7 separate regions of the Mus musculus genome follow, and regions 1, 2, 4, 5, 6 and 7 are each linked to region 3. Evidence: chromatin contacts called from public Hi-C and promoter capture Hi-C data. All regions are on one chromosome and are shown on one strand. The core of a region is the stretch at or near the end of the contact, and the rest is flanking DNA. Distances in the headings are between cores, read along the strand shown.

What was found. Promoter capture Hi-C pulls out the DNA fragments that hold promoters and counts their contacts. A called contact is a pair of places that touch in the nucleus more often than the background predicts.
Region 1: a contact with region 3 is called in a promoter capture Hi-C map of liver, with 3 times the contacts expected there. The contact joins the promoter of Tctn1 here to the promoter of Zcchc8 in region 3. A contact is called at or near these places in 2 of 39 promoter capture datasets (liver and pre-B cells).
Region 2: a contact with region 3 is called in a promoter capture Hi-C map of pre-B cells, with 4 times the contacts expected there. The contact joins the promoter of Fam216a here to the promoter of Zcchc8 in region 3. A contact is called at or near these places in 1 of 39 promoter capture datasets (pre-B cells) and 1 of 484 Hi-C or Micro-C datasets (B cells).
Region 4: a contact with region 3 is called in a promoter capture Hi-C map of pre-B cells, with 2.9 times the contacts expected there. The contact joins the promoter of Cux2 here to the promoter of Zcchc8 in region 3. A contact is called at or near these places in 1 of 39 promoter capture datasets (pre-B cells) and 1 of 9 other capture datasets (adipose tissue).
Region 5: a Hi-C map of B cells shows a contact between it and region 3, with 5 read pairs. The contact joins the promoter of Ccdc63 here to the promoter of Zcchc8 in region 3. A contact is called at or near these places in 1 of 39 promoter capture datasets (pre-B cells), 1 of 484 Hi-C or Micro-C datasets (B cells) and 1 of 115 datasets of contacts at active chromatin or transcription factors (pancreatic cancer cells).
Region 6: a contact with region 3 is called in a promoter capture Hi-C map of pre-B cells, with 2.4 times the contacts expected there. The contact joins the promoter of Ift81 here to the promoter of Zcchc8 in region 3. A contact is called at or near these places in 2 of 39 promoter capture datasets (liver and pre-B cells).
Region 7: a promoter capture Hi-C map of pre-B cells shows a contact between it and region 3, with 2.9 times the contacts expected there. The contact joins the promoter of Ppp1cc here to the promoter of Zcchc8 in region 3. A contact is called at or near these places in 2 of 39 promoter capture datasets (liver and pre-B cells).

Annotation. Positions count from the first base shown.
Region 1 is chr5:122,263,071-122,265,770 of GRCm38.p6, forward strand. Tctn1 (tectonic family member 1) reads right to left here and starts at 1,390. Exons shown (of 14, transcript NM_001039153.3): 1 at 1,068-1,390. The coding sequence starts at 1,299.
Region 2 is chr5:122,371,047-122,373,746 of GRCm38.p6, forward strand. It overlaps Fam216a (family with sequence similarity 216, member A), which reads right to left and starts at 1,296. Exons shown (of 7, transcript NM_026883.4): 1 at 837-1,296. The coding sequence starts at 901. Gpn3 (GPN-loop GTPase 3) reads left to right here and starts at 1,462. Exons shown (of 8, transcript NM_024216.2): 1 at 1,462-1,610. The coding sequence starts at 1,563.
Region 3 is chr5:123,719,639-123,722,338 of GRCm38.p6, forward strand. It overlaps Zcchc8 (zinc finger, CCHC domain containing 8), which reads right to left and starts at 1,406. Exons shown (of 14, transcript NM_027494.3): 1 at 1,085-1,406. The coding sequence starts at 1,292.
Region 4 is chr5:122,048,494-122,051,193 of GRCm38.p6, forward strand. Cux2 (cut-like homeobox 2) reads right to left here and starts at 1,358. Exons shown (of 23, transcript NM_001312908.1): 1 at 1,283-1,358.
Region 5 is chr5:122,130,609-122,133,308 of GRCm38.p6, forward strand. Ccdc63 (coiled-coil domain containing 63) reads right to left here and starts at 1,357. Exons shown (of 12, transcript NM_001384199.1): 1 at 1,313-1,357.
Region 6 is chr5:122,613,157-122,615,856 of GRCm38.p6, forward strand. Ift81 (intraflagellar transport 81) reads right to left here and starts at 1,388. Exons shown (of 19, transcript NM_009879.4): 1 at 1,282-1,388.
Region 7 is chr5:122,156,910-122,159,609 of GRCm38.p6, forward strand. It overlaps Ppp1cc (protein phosphatase 1 catalytic subunit gamma), which reads left to right and starts at 1,366. Exons shown (of 7, transcript NM_013636.4): 1 at 1,366-1,706. The coding sequence starts at 1,652.

The sequences.
Region 1 (2,700 bases), core at 140-2,639, 1.5 Mb before region 3:
CAAAACAAAAAAACAAGCTCTAGAGATGGGAGGCAGGCTGGGAGGCCCACACCTGGGAATCTCAGCAACTGGGAGGCAGAGTCAGGAAGATGTCAGGTTACAGGCCAGTCTGGGTCACTTAGCAAACCTGTCAGGAACAAAGTTAGGAAAGAAGGCGAAGGCAGGAGACTGGAATGGTTCTAGAACAGGCTGGGGAGATGGCTCAGGAGTTAAAAGCACATACTGCTTGTATACAGGACCTAACTTCTGTTCCCAGGACCCAAGTCAGCCAGCTCTCAAACAAACTCCAGCTCCCCACTTCGGTTCTCCAAGGGCGCCAATATATATCCACCCCATCCTCACAAACATATACAAATATGCACACACAATTTAAAATACTTTTTTAAGATTTAGAAAAAATTCCCCCCGAAAGTGGTATAACGCTCTGGAAAGGCACGAAGGGAAAGGGGAGTTTTATTGATAAATGAAAAATGCTTTCTTAGTCCGAAAGACAAATTAGCTCCTCCTTGACTAGGTCCTCTCTAGCCATGGACAACTGCGCGTACTCACTAAAAGAACGCCATACTCCCTTCACTGGGATGGGTAAAAGGGAGAGAGCAATTAAGTCCACTACCTCATGTGTTTAAATTTACAACCACGAATTGTTGCCAAAGCTTCAAATTCCGAGCGGTAAGTAGATACGGATGAAACAGGTGTGTTTAATAACTCCATTTAGCTGGTAAAAAATGTCTAAAACGCACTTAATCACCCTGAAAATATCTGCTGGGCTCTCAGTAATCTAGACACAACTGGGATGCCCATGTCCGTGTGTCTGCGTGGAGAGGACGAAGATCCACTTAGCACTCTTTCTTCTACCAGTACTGCCTTCAACTCATTCTGTAGGTTTCTATCTAGTACCCCACTGCAGCCGTCTGCAATGATGCGGAAAAGGGAGTAACTGAGCCCCGCCCTCCGCATTTGTGTGCCAGAGATCCGATCTCCCCCTGAGGGTAACGACAGGGAGGCTGAGAAGGGGGTAACTTTGAGCTGGTGTACCCGCTCCAGGGGGGTCACCCCTTTGTACCCACCGTCCGTGACCGGGGTAGGCCTGGGGCCAGAGCGCTCCGGTGCCCTGGGAGTTCCCGGGGTCCTAGGCGACAGGGAGGGCTGCAGAGTGGTGGGGGTGGCCTTGGTGGAATTGAGATCCTCCTTCGTCACTGCTGGGGTGGCCGCAGCCGGGATGGCAATGACCTGGGTGCTCGAAGAGGTGTAGCAGTTTAGGAGCACCAGCAGGAGCGGCGGGAGACCCCGCGACCCCATGGCCTAGCAGAGTAGCCCGCGCCGGGGAGCTAGGCCCGTCTGTTGCCCGGGCAACAGTCACAGCCTAGCGCTAGGTATCACGGGAAAGGGCTCGCGAGGCCAAACTGGTCTGCGGAAGAAGGTGGGGCCTGAAGTCAGACCCGCGAATGGGGCGGGAGCTGGGCGAGGCTATAGGCGGGGCCTGGGCGGAATCGGAGAGGAGGGGCGGGGCCGGTGGGGGCGGGGTATGAGACAGCTCTTTCTAAGGAGCCCTCAGAAAATCGGAAGATGTAAACTTCTGTTGTGACACTTTGGGTGCTGCGTGGTTGTTTTTTTTTTTTTTTTTAAAAATGTAGATTCCCAGCTATAGCCTCACAGAATTCGGAGTCAGTCAAGACTAGGGCAGAGCCTAGAAGAGAGTATTTCTAATAAAAGACCCGCAGCGCATGTTTAGAAGTGACTTGGTTCCTTTAAGTTACATTGAATTTCTTACCCCATGTAACACTTTCTTTACTTTCTTTGCCTTTGGATACATCGCAGGAGGTCGCCAGAGCACTTCTGTCCACGGATTTATTTATGATAAGAGAAACAAAAGAATTCTTAACTTTTTGGTTCTTTTAGACGGGATCTCTCTGTGCCTGACTAATCTCGAACCCAAGGCAGCCCTATGTCAGTGCCTCATGCCAGGCATGCACCACCGCATCCAACCTCCATATCTGCCTTTATGATTATATCATTTGGAATGTTCTTCTCATCGTGTGTGTGTGTGTGTGTGTGTGTGTGTGTGTGTGTGTGTGTGTGTGTTTACTGGTAGGGGGAGGATGGGGGAGGAATTTGAGACAGGGTTTCTCTCTGTAGACCTGACTGTCCCAGAATGCACTCTGTGGACCAGTCTGGCCTCGAACTCGGAGAACCACCTGCCTCTGTCTCTCAGGTATTTTTTAAGGGTTAGTTATGTTTTGTTTTGTTTTGTTTTTTGTATATGGTGTTGTGTCTGTATGTATGTACACCAGCAGAGGGCATCAGATCCCATGAGACAGTCATAGACATGACATGAGCCACCAAGTGGTTGCTGGGAATTGAACTCAGGACCTCTGGAAGAGCAGCCCAAGCTCTTAACCGCTGAGCCATCTCTCCAGCCCTTCCTTAAGTCTTACAGCCCTGTGCTTCAAATCATTCTGTGAAAAGTTCTCAAAATCCTTTTATCCAGTCTCAAGCCTCAATGTAATTTTCTGACATTTGACTTCAAGGTGTAGACTGTTATCTGCTCATACATTTCGAAAGCCTTAGGGGACAGTGGGGACTCATTTGTTAGTTTCTTTCTTTCTTTCTTTCCATCATAATTCACTGAGTCCATCTAGGGGCTAGAGAGATGACTCAGCCATTAGGAGCCCTTGCTGCTTGGAGAAGACCAGGGTTTAG
Region 2 (2,700 bases), core at 46-2,545, 1.3 Mb before region 3:
TACCAGAAAGGACTTAGGTAAATCTGGTCTCATAGCGTCCTAGTCTAATTCTACAGTGAGATCAAGCCTGTAGTTTGCTTGGTTCCTGTACTTAGCCACATGATATCTTTCTTGTTCTTTAATAGAAGTAATTTCTGTCCTGGAAAGAACAATTACGTTGTGCTGGAACTAGTACGCTGGTTTGTTAATTGTTTCCAATCATGGATCTGGTCTTTTTACTTTTTTCAAAAAATGAAATTGATTCCTGTAGCCGGGTAGTGGTGGCACACGCCTTTAATCCCAGCACTCGGGAGGCAGAGGCAGGTGGATTTCTGAGTTCAGGCCAGCCTGGTCTACAGTGAGTTCCAGGACAGCCAGGGCTACACAGAGAAACCCTGTCTCGGGGAAAAAAAAAAAAAAGTCTTAGCACCAAATATATATTTACAATAAAATGTACATTTAATAATAATGTACTTAATAAACATAAATATATTTTTATTTCATGGCCACGGATTCAGATTCTACAAGAGCCATGATTGTGGGCCTAGTTGGATCCCAGTCATCCCGCCTCTTGATTTTTTTAAGGAAGGAGGCCAGGAGGGGGACAGGGAAGCATGGCATCCAGCTGTGATATCAGAAGTCAACTGTCCTCAGCCATCTAGGGGACAGTTAAAACCTTCCCAGGCCCGAGGCGGCTGGACCCTCGGCTCCCCGCCAGGTTAGGAGCCCGAAAGCTCAGTCTCTGTCCTGCTCCGAGGCCGCCTCGGCAGCCGAGCCCCGCTAGAGCCCGCTCCCCCCCCCCCCCCCCCCCCCCCCGTCTCGCGCCTCCTCGGCAGGGGTTCCCAAGGCCGCCTCACCCTTCACCGCCTTCCGTCCGGGCCAAGGCGGGCGGCCCCGCGACCCCGGGCCAACGGCTCGGCATCCCGTCCACACGCGTGCACCACACCGGCTCTGAGTCGGCGGCCTCCGGCTCTCCCCACTCCGACCCTGCTCAAGTGGCCGCCGGATGGTGCGGAGGAAGACCCGAGTTCCTGGAGCTGTAGACCCGAGGGCGGAGGAACCTCAGGTAACCAGGCTCCTGCGCCTGGGCATCTCTCGCTGACAAGGACGCGTCAGGGCAAATCCATCCACACGCACCCTAAAGCAAGTATTCCTTATCCACCTCAGTATTCTAGACCCTCAGAGGACCTGCAGACCTTCGGTTGTCACCCTATGTGTCAAACCCAAGCACCGGTGCTGCGGCCCGGGGGCGCGGAGCGTAATTCGCGATCCGCTATCACCTAGGCAACCGCCTTCGCCGGAGGCCCAACCGATAACGGCTCTCGGCTCTTTCTCTTTCTCTCTCTGCGCACGCGTGAACGAACTCGTGTCCCCGCCTCCTCTCTGAGCACGGCACGCGTTTCGGAAGGCATTTTGGCCCTGGGGACGCTCCGTAGTCTATGGTGTAGTAAATACCCGTGCTGAACGAGCGATCTGTGGTTGCGATTGGCTCCTACGCACATTCCCCGGAACGCCGTGGCTGTCGCGCGAAGGCTGAAGGGAGTGTGGCCGTCGGCTGTGTGTGAAACCCCCGGAGAGGCGGCATGCCTCGATATGCGCAGCTCGTCATGGGCCCCGCGGGCAGCGGGAAGGTGAGCCTGGAGGAGCTGCGGTGCGTGGGTGGCTGGGCTCCGGGGAAACCCTGGGTATACGGCTTCCTGCTCTCTGCTTGTACCTTGCTTTTTTTTTTTTTTTTGTTTGTCTGGGAGTGATAGCAGCTTTAATAGCTCTTGAGCGGCTTGAGAGAGGGCTGAGCGCTCAAGAGCTTGTTCTGTCCTCCCAAAAGACTTCAGTTCTGTCCAGCACCCAGACAGAGCTGCAGGACACCTTTGCTCCAGGAACTGCCCTGGTCGTTCCAGGTGTCTTCATATCCATTCTGTGTGCTTGATCCTATACCCATTCTACAGATTACAAACACAGAAAGGTTTATTTTGTTCAAAATCATACGCTTACTTAGGTCCGCCCCGGAATCTGAGTCTGGGTTGTTGGTCTTTTTGTTTTTTTGGTTTTTTTTCCCCTGTCTAATTCCAGACAAGGCCCCCTGCCACGCACCCAGTATGGGGTCTTTTCTTCCCTTTTTCTCAGAAGTTTGGAGTATGGGTTTCAGATAAGTTTGTAGATATGCACTGTTTGTGGGCATTTTTTTCTTTTTCCTTTGAGACAGGGTTTTTCTGTGTAGCCCTGGCTGTCCTGGAACTCACTCTGTAGACCAGGCTGGCCTTGAACTCAGAAATCCGCCTGCCTCAGCCTCCCACGTGCTGGGATTAAAGGCGTCTGCCACCACTGCCTGGCTCTAGTTTTTATATTTATTTTTTTTGTGTGATACAGTGTTTCTTTGTGTACATATTAAGAGAATGATGCTAAGGACACTTAAGCACAGTAGAAACGGCAATGGTGACATTTGAGGGATGCCTAGAGTCTATAGAGGTGTTTGTATCATTTTAATATTTAATAAATACAATATTCAGAGTACTAGAGATGGCTGTGTGACTCCACAGGGCCTGTCATCTGATCTGGAAGGTACACAGCTCACCTGTCAGTTACAGTGCATCTGTATGGTGGGGCTGTCCTAGGTAGAGAGAACAGGCTGTCAAAAGGAAGCGTGGAGCGTGGAGGAGGTCATTTCTGTAACCTACGTTAATTTGTAGACTGTGTTAAAGAAACATCCTGAGCCCACGCCCT
Region 3 (2,700 bases), core at 156-2,655:
ATCAGTACTTTGAAGGAAAAACACTGGGTACATGTTTTGCCGAGGGCAGGACAACTGGACCTGAACATTAAATAAGGTCTTCATCTCTTTGAACATATATTCTAAGACATGGTCCTGGAGTTCAGAAACAGTCTAAGAGATGAACCAAAAATTTCAGTTAGACCGCGGTGTTCCCGGAACAAGTTGAAGCAATTAAGAAAAATTTCCACGTCAAAGCATAAAGATAAATGATAAAGTTAATATAGCAAAATGTTTGCAAGAATGTGAGAGAACCCCTACGGATATGAAATACACAATCCTTTCAACTCTCTAGTATTTTATAAATTTTCATAATAAAGTGTGTCACGGAAAATGGTTTCATGAAAAAAAAATCAGACTTGAACTTCAAAAGTTGACATAACAACCATGCTCAGGGTTCAGGCTAAGTTCCAAAAGGAAAGTTACCTGAACCAAAACTACCTAAGAACGGGAAATTAACATACTAGCAAACCCACAAACGTTATAATCACGTTAATAAAGTCAAAGGGAATTTTGGCGCGTTTTTCCCGGAGCACCGGGAGGCAAGTTAGCTCAAGAAATCAAAACGATCTGGACAATTTAGCAAGTCTCTTCGCATGCTAAATCTTTAAGGTCGTCCCCCCCGCGCCCCGATTCTCCATCACAGTGGGCACTCGTAGCTTTCGTCCCTCCACAAATCATCCCACTCCCCGGCTGCGACGCCCCGCACCTTCAAACGCACAACTACACTACGACTCGTCTCTTCTCGAGCTTGGCACGCAAAGTTAGAAAACACGGTGACCTCCAAGACCGGGAGAGAAGTGTCTCCAGTGTCACAACAGTTGAGAGCAGCTTTGAGTTGGGGGGCCAGGGTGGTGTGCACTGGAGGACGCTCGCGGGGAAGGGATCGCGCGCGGGCCGCGGATGCAGCTTCTGCAACCGGACCGAGACTCCCGCCCGCCCGCCAGGTCGCGGGAGGAAGGACTTCGAATGCTAATCTTCTTGGAAATTCCGCCGTGTCCCCCGCCCGCCGCCACCCAGACCCCGAGTGCCAAGTGACACCCGGCCCATCGCGCCGGAAGGATATTCTCGGCGCGGAGCTGCTCGATGGTGGCCTCGCAGCGCCGGAGCTGCTCCTGCAGCTCCGCATCGCCCACCCCGTTCTCGTCGTCGTCGTCGTCCTCTTCCTCCTCGTCGTCCTTGAACCGGGTGTGAACGGGCTTCGGCGTCGACTCCTCTGGTGGGTCAAACGCCTCGAAGAGCTCTAGGTCGCCAAAATCCACACCGGCCGCCATCTTGGGCTGTGGGAAAGCTTGGAGGGCAGGGGGCGAAGGTTGGAGGCCAGAGCCGCTCTCCCTGGAGGCTTTTCTCCACACACAGGCCTCCAAAGCCGTCTAGGGGCGGGTCCTGGACGGAGACTACAACTCCCAGAATGCCAAGGCCGCCCTCATGCCTCTTTCCGAATGGGCCACAGAGCGTGGCATTCTGGGATATGTAGTTTCTAAGCGACGGGACTCATTGTTTGCGTTGCACACTGGGATTGCTCTTTTTAAAAAAACGGTTCTGAATGAGTTAAAACAATATGGATTGTCCCCGTTAGGCGTTTAAAGCTGAAGGAATCAAAGCCGGATACATGGCTTTGACAAAATGTGGTGCGGTTCCCCAGCGTCGAAAAGAGAAGACAGGAACTCTACCTTTGCCGTAGATAAATGTGCTCTCAGACACAAGCCACTTTATTTTGCTTGTTTCATTTGTAAATGAATGAAAAATGAAGTTATTCCACTGCCTACTCTCATGAACTCCTATCAGGGACGAAACAAACAGAAAAACCAGAAAACCCTTTATTATGTTTCTACTTTCATATGCCGCTGGATTTGAATGGATATTTTCGTCATCACATGTTAAAATCACCGGAAATTATAACCTGTAACAAATAATGTCAGGTTAGTTATGGTCTCTGTTGGAGGCCAGCTCCTGTAGCGCGTTTAGTGATCCAAGGAGGGGTTGATGATATTAATGTAAATCAGACAGACAGACACAAACACACACACACACACACACACACACACACACACACACACACACACACGGTGAAGCAAGGCTTCAACAAGCGTCAACAACTTTATTACTTCTCCCATAACTTATATCTTCCAGCAAAATCTCCCAAGTAGTACAAAGATTACAATGTGGCTACATTTTGTAAGTGAATGATTATAATAAATACACAAGCAAAAAAAAAACCCCAAAAACAAAACAAACAACCCCCCCCCCCAAACCCAGCATGTTACACCATACCTTTTACAAGATTGAAAGTCTTAGGTATTATAAGTGAAAAAAAAAATTAAATAAATTATAATAGATTAAGTGTAAGCAAGCAAGCTACTTTTTCTCAGCCAGTTCTTGTACTACCAGGCTACAATTTGCAGTTATAATGAAAAGATCAATTATTTATCTTTTAAAATAATCTTATAAAAGAGTATTTAGAATCAGAAATCTAAGCTTGTGTGTGTGTATGGTGTCTGTGTGTGTGTGCACGCATGCACACAGAGGCAAGGTTTTTCTGTGTACCCGTGGTTGACCTGGAACTTCTGTGTACCCATGGTTGTCCTGGAACTAGCTCTGTAGACCAGGCTGTCCTCAAACTCACCAGCCTCTGCCTCCCAGGTCCTGGGTTTAAAGACTTAAGCTACCACCACCTTCCTA
Region 4 (2,700 bases), core at 108-2,607, 1.7 Mb before region 3:
TCCCCTCTAGTCTGCCGCGTTCTTGTCATCCCTTATGTTACAGAACATCAATCATAAATAAAGACGCTGTCCCCCAGCCTGCCCGGGTCTCATTTACAAACATTAGCAGGGAATACGATTACCATTGGCCTTCGTGCCAGGCCCAATGTGGCTACCCAACTCTCTCTCTCTCTGCCCCCTCCCGGCCCCTGCTCCCCACCTCCAAAGCCACTTTAGCATCCTTTAAACCGTCTAGCATAGGACACAGCCTTGCCCATCTTAGCCGGCCACCAAACTGTAACCTCAACTCGGGCGCGGACTAGGAATTGCATAGCTCCTGCAGTTATTAACTGCATGCCTGAGTGCCCCGATTTTCTCTCCGGCTCGGTGGCTTTGAGGGAGGAGGGGAGCGAGGAGTGGGGACAGAGAAGAGGGGGGCTGGAGCGAGCCACTTATCAGAAGCAACTTAACGAGATCTGCGGACAGATTAAAAAGGGAAAGTGGGTCCCTTTATGTTTTATTTATTTATTTTTTTATCTCCAGACGTGTTGTCACGAATTCTGAGAATGTCACTGGCCAAGCAAAATGCTCTCAGAGCGTGGTTATCCACAAGGCTTCCCCGCCCAGGCCATCGCAGCACCTGCCGCGACTCTGCTCGACTGCAGGGTGCAGGGAGCCTCTGCGGGCGTAATGAGCACCCAAGTGTGTCGCCAAATGGGGTACTGTAACACCGCATCTCCCCCCCTACCCCCCGCCCATCCCAGGGCCTCAGAAAGACGGTCAGCAAACATCCCAACCTGGAGGCACCTGGAGCCCGCGCACCAGGAACATGGAAAAAGTGCTGGGGCTGCCAAGAGTGTCGCCCCTGAGAAGGAGAGGGGAGCGAGGGGGGCCAAGGCAGAGAGAGCAGGGTGCGAGAGCAAGCGAGGTAGAACCGGTAGCCCCAGGGGCGCGGGTGCAAAAGTTCCCAGGGGCTGCAGCCCGCGCACCTGCTCCGCCCCGCGGCAGGTGCGCAAAGTTGCGCGCGCTCGGGCCTGGGGCTCCGGGGCCGCGGGACTGGGATGGAGGGGAAGGGGCGGGGAGGGAGGAGCAGACAGAGAAGGGGAATATCAAGATGATGGAGAGAAAGCAGGAGGAGGGGAAGCGAGGGAAGAAAAGCAAGACCGGAGAGGGGAGGCGGGAGGGGGGGGTCAAGACAGAGGTGGGAAGGACGGAGGCAGAAAGCAGGCGGAGGAAGAGAAAGCAGGCGGAGGGGGTGATAAAAAACCGAGGAGAGAGGGAGAAACAAGACGCAGAGACTAACCCTCAGGGATCGGCCCGGGAGGAGCACCGAGCGTCCTGGCTGCAGCAGCCGGTGGAGGAGGCGGCGGCGGCGGCGGCGGCTGGATGGCTGCGCAGCCGCGTCCCGCTCCCCCGCGTTGCCCGCGCGCTCTCCGTGCTCCCCGCGCTCCTCCCGTTCCCCGCGCTCCTCCCGCCTCGGCGGCTCCCGCGTCCCGGCGGCCGCTCGTGGCGGCAGCGAACAAAGGCGGGCTGGTCTGCTCACCTGCAGCCGCCGCCAGTCCAGGCGCCGTCTTGCGCGCGGCCCCCTGGTCGCCCGTACAGCCCTGGCCGGCCTCGGCCCCCGGGCCCCCCGCGGTCCCCCCTCGGCCGCCATCTTGGGGGCGGGCGCGCGGCCGGGGATGCGGCTGCCGCCAACACCCGGGCTGGACCCCGGGAGCGCGGCCCGGCTCTGCGCGCACGCCGCTCGCACTTGACTTTGGCTCCTTGCAAACTTATCGACAGCGCCGCGCGCGCGGATCAATGCGCAGGGGGGGCGGCGGGAGCGCGGAGGGGCCGCGGGCGACGGGGACCGTAAAGAACAAAGTGAGCTCTCTGCAGTGCGTGCGGCCGCTCTCCTCGCGTGGCCTCGCGCGAGGGGAGCACGGAGCACACACGCGCGACCCTCCGGCCGAGGTCCACCCCCCCCCTCGCAACCCCGCGCGCCACGCGCTCGCTGCGCTGCGGGTGACCGCCGCGAGGGGGCGCCCCGGAGCCGTGGGAAAGTCTCCGGGCGCCCAGCATGGTGCTGTACAGCACCGAAGGAAGTCCTATTGGGGAACCTGTGTGTCTATGCTTTGCGTCTTTACAGTAGGGCTCTGATCGTTATTCTTTAGTGGGCGTAACGCACCCCACAACTTTCCAAAGCAAGTCCCTGGCGTGAAGTGAATGTTGCTGCAGGATGTCCTTAGAGAAACCTTTGCGGAAGCAGCCTTTCCCCAACAGCTGCTTGGATCAGTTGAGGTTCTCCAAGGCCCGCTGTAGCAGCTCCGGACCTCTAACATCACTATGGGGGCTAGGCAGGGTGTCATGTTATCATTACCATGGCCAACGCACATGGACGGACACACACACACACACACACACACGCCCTTTGAGTATAGCGTTTCTGCTTTCTCCTTGATCTTTAACCCAGGGCGGGGAGGTCCCGGCCTTTGCAGTTCCTCAGACCCTGGACCAAAAGGGGGCGTATTTCACATATCCCTCTTCTTTTCTATGAGCCCTCCCAACTTGTTATCCTAAAGAAGGGACTCAGAAACCCATCATGCCTCGGTACCCCCTAAAAAAAACCCTAAAAAAACCTCCAGACCCTGAAGTCACCCTCCTTGCCTGCCCACCTCCCCACACCACACCCTATTGCACATCACCCCCCCCACTTACTTCCCTTCCAAAAGAAGAGGCCTA
Region 5 (2,700 bases), core at 107-2,606, 1.6 Mb before region 3:
GGACCTGGGCAGATGGCTCCAGCCTGTCACTTACCCTTCTCCTCACATCTCTAAAGGAAAGGGGCACAGAGGCCTCTGATGATCAACCTGATGGAGCTGTTTTGGTTTTTTTGACTTTGGGACAGAGTCTCCTGTAGTCGAGGCTGGCCTCAAACTCAGTATGCTGCCAAGGCTGGCCTTGATCTCCTGATCCTCCTGCCTCCACCTCCAAAGTGCTGGGATTAGAGGCATGTGCTACCATATCCGGTACTTCATGCAGGCTAGGCCAGCACTACCCACTGATACATACCTATCCCACACCCACACACACAACAGAGTTGAAACCCTGCCTACGCTGTGATTACCCCACCCATACCCCACTTCTAGGATCAGGAACCAGCAACCAGCAACCCAGAGGAACATTTTATCATATCAGAACTTGAATGCTACCTGCCCAGAGGCACTTAGGAGTGGGGACATTAGCAGACAAGCCCCAAAGGGTTGTTAGGCCCACTGTGTCCCAGAAACTGCGAGGTCCTATGTGGAATTCCAGGTTCTCCATTCACATTCTTGCCCAGCCTCTAACGGACCTCAGGTACATCTGTGCTGCTCTCTGGAGCCTCAGTTCCCCATCTAGACAGTGGGGAGGGCCACGCCCTCCCCTAATCTGCATAATCCCCTCCCACTTCCGTGGACCAGTAATTCCTGTTGTACACTGGAGAGAATTTAGTAACTGAATTTTAACCTGGGGAATCTAGGTCAGCCAGTTCCATGGGGCTCTATGAATCATACTAGCATGGGGAGAGAAACCATAAACACCAAAACCTCAAGGCTTAGCCAGACCAGAAGATGTCACTGGATCGCGTCCTATCACACCAGACAGGAAGAACTTTTCATGAGACAATTTGAAATGAAATTTCTGGGGACTTATAAATCATGAGAGTTGTGGCAGTGTGAATGTCTAAGTCGATTTGGCATACAAACAAGCGCCTACTGTGTGCTTAGTGTTGTGGGGAACTGAGCTGTGGTTCAGCCACCCTCACGACGTGATCAATTTGTTTTAAAAAGAAAACAAAAGGTGGGCGTGGTGGTGCTGGCCTGAGTGACGCGGGAGGTGGAAACAGGAAGATCATGAGGTCAAGATCTTTGGCTGTAGCTTTACTTCAAGGTCAGTCTGTGCTGTAAGTGAATGGATACGTAATAAATAAATACACAGTCGCTTGAGAGCACATATAGCTCTTTGAGTTTGGGGAGCGTTTATGGTGGCAGTGGCTGGTTCCTGCCTCACCTCTGCTCATCCCCGGCAGGGGGCGCTGTGTGTACCCTAACTTACCACCCACGGCTCCCGCGGCTCCCGGTAGTGGCGGCTCGTGTGTCTAAGTGGCAGCCAGCTCCGCACCCCGCGTTCTCCGCCCTGGAACCCGCGCCTTTGTGACAGCGGCGACTCGCGTTCTCTAAGGACAGCCGAGACAACCGGACCCACGGAGAACCCGCATTTTACCAGAGGGGACAGGGCAACGCATTCCTGGGCTACCCTCAGCTGCCCTGTGTCAAACACCTTGGCCACCTTGGCCACCAAGCCAGCTTCCATTCCCTCCCTCCCTGGGTTACTACTCTCTTTCCTCTCGCTTCACCATTAAATACCTCCTTTCTGTTACACAGTGACCTAAAACGACTTGTTTTCAGAGTTTGGAGATTAAACCTGGGGCAGGTTAGGCAATGACTTTACCCCGGTCCGCCCTTCACCATCTGGAAGTTGCCCTCGGGTCCTGCTGTTTCGGCTGCTCTCCACTGTCTGCCACTGGGTGGGCAGTGGTTAGAAACATGCCTCTCTGGCGAAGGTTTCCCATCGCGGTTCTTCCTGGGTGCAGAACTCGGCCCTCTTGCCAAGAAGAACGAGCCCCACCCCACCCCCACCCCCCCACCCCCGCCACGGCCCCTCGCGTGCGCCCCCAGTGTAGCCTAGAGCAAACAAAGCTGCCAGCGGTAAACAAATGGAACCAGCACACACAGCAAGACAGTCTCCACGGCGGTCAGATACCCAAATCAGCCCATCCTTCCCAGTCAATGCTTGGACTAGGAACGTTAAGAGACTAACTGGTGCCAGGCAGTGGATCTATCGATGCCTTTAATCCCAGCACTCGGAAAGCGGAGACAGGCAGATCTCTGAGTTCAAGGCCAGCCTGGTCTACAGAGTTGAGTTCCAGGACACCCAGAGCTACACAGAGAAACCATGTCTGGGGGCAACAGCGGGGGTGGGGTGCATTATTTCCTGGAGTCTGCCACAGGGGTGGGCTTATAATTACTGGTCGTGGTCTCAAAGGCACCAGAGGAGCTTCCCACAGCCCAAGGTTAGAGAAGAGGAAGGTGCTTTGCTGTCGCTGAAAAGGAAATAGGAGATATGCTGCCTCTGTTGGTTGCTGGCAGCCCTGTTGCAAGCCTAAGGGAGACCAGTGGCTGATGGTCTACAATGTTGGCTAGCTCCTCAGATAGTGACTGCGGGTATAGGGTAAGTATAGGGCACCCCTCCCCGGTCATCGGCCCCTGGGAAAACCTGGAGCTGCAACTTCAGGACTTTTATTAGAAGCCAAAAGAGTGGACTCTGAGTCACAGTTCTGACCCACGGTAGAGTCGTCTCAGAACTTCCCGAGTCTGTTAATTACGAGTCATTCAAACCCAAGCAACTGTCTACATCCTACAAGACCCTTATCTAGCAGTGTG
Region 6 (2,700 bases), core at 138-2,637, 1.1 Mb before region 3:
AGACCAAGCTTCTCTCTCCTGAGTGCTGGAATTAAAATCAAGAGCCACCAAGTCTGGCATGAAATGGGTTCTTTAATTGGGTGGGTGAAGCTTACATTTAGAAGACATTTGGAAGAAAGGAAGGAAGGAAAGGAGGAAGGAAGCTAGAAGGAAGGAAATAAAGTTGTTCTAAAAGATAAGAAAGGATGGCACAACCAGTATGGTTGCTAAATTTAAGGTTTCTTTTTAAGTTTATATATAAAGACTATCTCAGGGATAGTAGTGTGCAATTTTAATCTCAGTGCTAGGAGGCAGAGGCAGGAGGATTTCTGAGTTTGAGGCCAGCCTGGTCTACAGAGTGAGTTCCTGGCCAGCCAGGACTCTACAGAGAAGCATTGTCTCAAAAAACAAGCCAGAAATAAATAAATTACAGAGAATATCTTTACTTTTTAAAAACTTGGGAGGCTCAAGTTTTCAACTGTAAAAATATAATACACATCCTTATATCCACATATATTTAAACTAATTTAGAAGTTGTCCATACGGCTTTTTCTTCTCTGAGAAACACAAAATCAAACCAAATATCTGGATAAGCAAGAAAATGTTGCCAAGAGAAGAAAAGGGGAGGGGCTCACGATTATTACAGGCAACTTAATGGTTGCTAAGGGTGGGGAACCATAATTAAACTCATTGGACCTCCAAAAGAAAAGGGGAGTGAGGTGGGGGCAAAAAAGTCGAAGGGAGAAGGGTTAGGAAATGGATTCCGTGGGAGCAGGAAAGCGAAGAGCGAGAAACGGGGATGGGGTGATGGAATACACTATATGTATGCATGTGTGAATACAGTGGTACCCATTATGCGCAACTAATACACGCCAAGTTTCCAAACTTTTTTAAGAAAAGAAATGAGCTGCGTTGCCCCACCAGCTTTCAGAGGACAGAGATGCTCTTGAACCAGGTAGGGCTGTCGCTGCCCGCCGGGCGCTGCGCGCTAAAATTAGCAAAAGCAATTACTCTCCCTCTTCCAGCGCAACCGGCCGAGCTAATTCACCAGCACTCACCCACTGCAGCACCCAGGGGGAGCCGGGGCAAGAATTAAAACCAGGACGCGCGTGGTATCCGGCCCAGCCGGGGCAGCGCGCGCAGGCCTACGGCCTCCTGCGACGCCCGGAGACCGAGGGGGACCCGCGCGGCCGACCCCCCGCCCCCCGACAGGCCCTGCTGCCGCCACCGGCCGGGAGCGGGCGCAGCTTGACGGGATTCGGGGGTTCGCGGAGTTCCCGACCGCGAGTTGGCGGGGGTTACCTCAAATCCTCCTCACGAAACCACCTCCCCACCCTCGGGAGGCACTGGGGCGCTTGCGGGTTCTTAGAGACCGCTCCTTGGCAACGGTTGCCATGCGGTGACGTCACTTCCTCTGGCTCGGGGAGGAGGGGGGCGCGCGCACACCGGAGGGCGGAGCCTCGGGCTGGAAAGCTTGGCCCTGGTACCTGGGGTTCCGAACCTCTGCAGAAAGCCTAGGGTGACTCTGGCTGTTATTCCCACTTAGACTCCTGCTGATAATAACCTTTGCGAACCGTCTACCGTTCTCACCTTGACAAAGGGCTTAACCTGTGCTGTTTGCGTGTGCTGTTTCATTCATTCATTCATTTATTTACCAAACTTGGGGCGACTTGTTTGAAGCAGGACTGGATAGGGTTTGGGGTCAGAAAGCATTGGGCGTGGTTTCCGAATTTAGGTTTTCGACGAAAGAATCTCCAGGTTAAATCATGCATGGAACAATTATAAACTATGGATTGAGAGACCCAGACATGGAGAGGAGAGACAGACCGGGACAAATGGAGGCCTACTCTGAAAACTAGGTTAGATGCTCAGACATCCTTGGAGAAACAGTAAATGTAATACCAGACTTGCCACAACCTCAAGCTAACAAATGATAAATTAGGCATTCCATACTGCTGACTGCTGGAAATGCAATAGAGAACAAGACCCAATAGGGTTGGTTCTGTCCTCACAGAGATGATGGGGAAAGAGAGGCAATATAGTTAAACAGCCCAGGACGGAGAGAAATGTACCAAGATGTCTCAGTGATGACAGAGTATGTGTGACGTTTACTGGGGGACAGGGATGGCTGAAGGAATCATACTGTCATGTCTCCATTAGACAGAGCGCTGTTTAAAGACCAGTAAAAAGAATCCAAATGACCTGTTGAGGTAGCTCAACTGGTAAAGGCGCTTGGCACACAAACCTAGAGACAGGTTCCACAGAGACAGATTGTGGTGTCCCCACCTGCTACAGACGAAAGGAGGAACTGACTTCACCCTGTGATTCCTTGGTGGGATTCACTGAGGAGTCTAAGAAGACATTCCTAGCAACAGTTTTACAGCATAGAGACCTTGCTTATTCTGTCTGAAACAAACTGTGGGTAGCTTTTCTTTTCCCCCCAGAGACGCCTGGTCAAGTCTGGTATGTAAGCTCCTAATGGTACCTTCTAACTGAACTGTGTTTGAGATTTTGAATAGATTTCTAACAGGCTCTAACAGCGGTTCTGAAAGCTTGTCACTTCTACCTCACCTCCCGCTCCACCCCCTCTTCCTCCACCTCCTCATCCTGTTCTCCTATAGCCTGTGCTAGGAAAGAACTCTACCACTGAGTTACACCTCCGACCTTGCTTTTTATTTTATTACATCATTAATTTATTGTGTGTAGGAGGGCCGGGCCCGT
Region 7 (2,700 bases), core at 116-2,615, 1.6 Mb before region 3:
TGTAATGGTGTGCAAAACCATAGCTTGGGACAATGAGTTGGTGAGTGGGCAAAGTGGAGCAGAGGGCTGAGGAGAGCTGGGGAGAATCCTGAAACCCCACTGTCGGGGGCTAGCATCAGGAAAAGGGCTCAGATCTAGATGGGTGCATCACACACCATGCTGCGGGGCCACGGGAAGACAGAGCTTGTAGAAAATGAGTCTCTCTATGGGGAGACAACCTTGCAAGGCATTCATGGAAAGGAATCCTCAGATCCATCCCTCTTGCTTTGAGAAACATGAACTGGAGGTGGGGCTGGGGGAGAACATTTTGTAAATTTTCTGGCGTGCTACTGGGAAGAGATAAATGGGTCAGATGGGTGTGCATTTTTCTTCCATAGGCAGCTAGCCTGCGAGGCAGCAGAGTTGGGGACCCCTCAGGTGAAGGGGTGCCCCTGGGGAGTCAAGGAAGCTAGAGGCAAGCAGCAGATGAATGCGCTGAGGCCCAGAGCGCACGCACAGCAACCTCCCAGGAAATGTGCAAATTCCCATTTTATCTGCTCCGGCACGCTCATTCAACCCAGCTCCGGCTAAATACAGGGGAAATCTCTTAAATTATTATATAACTTTCTGAGTTCAAGAAAGATAATTCAAAAGATAGGTAGTAGCAACCCTTACAGAATTCTCCCAACCTCTCTCTAAAATGTAAAAGAGCATTAGCGCACACAAGAAGCTCACACAAATTACTTAATGTGCCACTCACAGTGGATTAACATTTTTTTGGCTTATCTTGGGGGCTTCTTTTTTCCAAATATTGTATCGTAGATGCTTTATTGCAGTATTATGAAATTTTGCCAGTGCTGGGAATTGAACCCAAGGTCTCACACATACTCGACAAGCATTCTCACCACGGAGCCGTATATCTAGCTCTTCTTGTTCACCAATGTGCCAGAGTATTTGAATCCCCAACGTTCCAACCTCCTCCTCTTTATGATTCTCCACAGGCAAGCAACCCCACCCCAGATTGGCTCCGAGGGGTGATTCAGTGTTGAACTCCCACCCCGCCATGTCGGTCAGACTTCTGTCCCCAAGCAGCAGAGCCGGAAGGAGCTGGTGAGCCTCGCAGCGCGCAGCAGACTGACAAAGTCCACCTTCAACTTGCGCGCGCCAACTTCACAACTTCCCTCTCCCGCCACAGGGGGTCTATTTCCCCCGCCCGTTTGGCGGAAGGATCCCGCGCGCGGTGGCGGAGTCGCGCTCAACCGTCTCCGCCCGGGCTCCGCCCCACCCCCGCCCTACGCGCTCAAACCCCGCCCCTTCCCGGCGCCGGCCCCGCCCCCTTCCCGCGCGCTCTATGGGCCCGTAAAGAAGTCCCGGCCGGGCCGCTGCACTCCCGCGCGCGCATCCGTGCGCCGCCCGAGGCTGGCCTGAGGAGTCGGCGGCCATCTTGTTCTTCTCGTGGTTCCCAGTGGCGAGAGGAGGAGGAAGCCCGGAGCGGAGCGGGGCGGCTGGGGGGGGTGGACCCGCCGCGGCTGCTGCTGCCACCGCCGCCGCCGCCACCACCGCTCGTGGGGCTCGTGGCGTGAGGAAGGAGGACGAGTGAGACCCCGGGGCGAGCGGGCGGCGGCGCCGCTGCTGCTGCTGCTGCTGCGGGAGGGTCGGCGGCGGGACGGCGATGGCGGATATCGACAAACTCAACATCGACAGCATCATCCAACGGCTGCTGGAAGGTGAGCGGCGCGCGGGTGGGTGGCGGGGCAGGCCCGGCCGGTGGGGGATCAGGCCCAGTGGAGGGGCCGGTCTTTTCTCGGAAGCCGCTTTGGATCTGGGGCGCGCATACAAGCGCCTCCGGGTTTGGGGACCCCATTATTTTTTATCACTCCCCTGTCCTTGCTTTCACATTTATCATCTGGAGTCCAAGGACTCATCAGAGGGACTTGGCTTGGCAGGACGACGTCCCAGTGCGATGAGAGTCCGTCTCCTGCATTTTCCTACCCCCTCCACCCTCCCCTCAAAGCCATCCATCCTCCAGCGTTCTTTCCCCCTTGAACGTGCATCCGCACACGGACCCAGTCCGGGTGACAGTGTGGCTCTCTCTGATCATCAGATTGTTGTGTCCCTGAGGACAGGGGGACGCTGCCGCGTTCAGCGAGCACCCGCCAGGTAGGTGCTGTGTTGTTATTATCCTGGAAGTGGGTTTCGCAAGAGAAACTCCCAAGACCTCGCTGGACCAAGAATTAACAGTTAAAAGTCAGGTTTCAAACCCCGGGGTAGCTAGGAACCTAGAGAGAACCTGCCGCCTTCCAACTGTTCACCCCGTGGGAACCCAGGATGTCCAGTGGTTGAGGAGAGGTTCAAAAACAAAAACCCAGCTTTCCTTTTGTCCGACTTGGGGGTTTCTGCCGTGTGGTTTCCTACTTTGGAGATTTCAAATTTGACATAGGTCTGGATCCTGCTAATCACAGATCCCACAACATCCGCTGAAGCTAAAGAGGAGAAGATCCAGTAACCTTGATTTGGGCTCTTGACACTAGCTTGCTTTGGCCCAAAATACTTTTGGAGTGGTGGACAGCTGCGCAATTCTGGTGGTAGATGTCTTCAAGTAAATCACTGACAGAAAAGGGAAAAGGTGTCTTTTTAAAATCTGGGCATTTCCCCGGGGGGCGGGGGGGTGTTTTTCAAGACAGGGTTTCTCAGTATGGTCCTGGGGCTGTCCTGGAACTC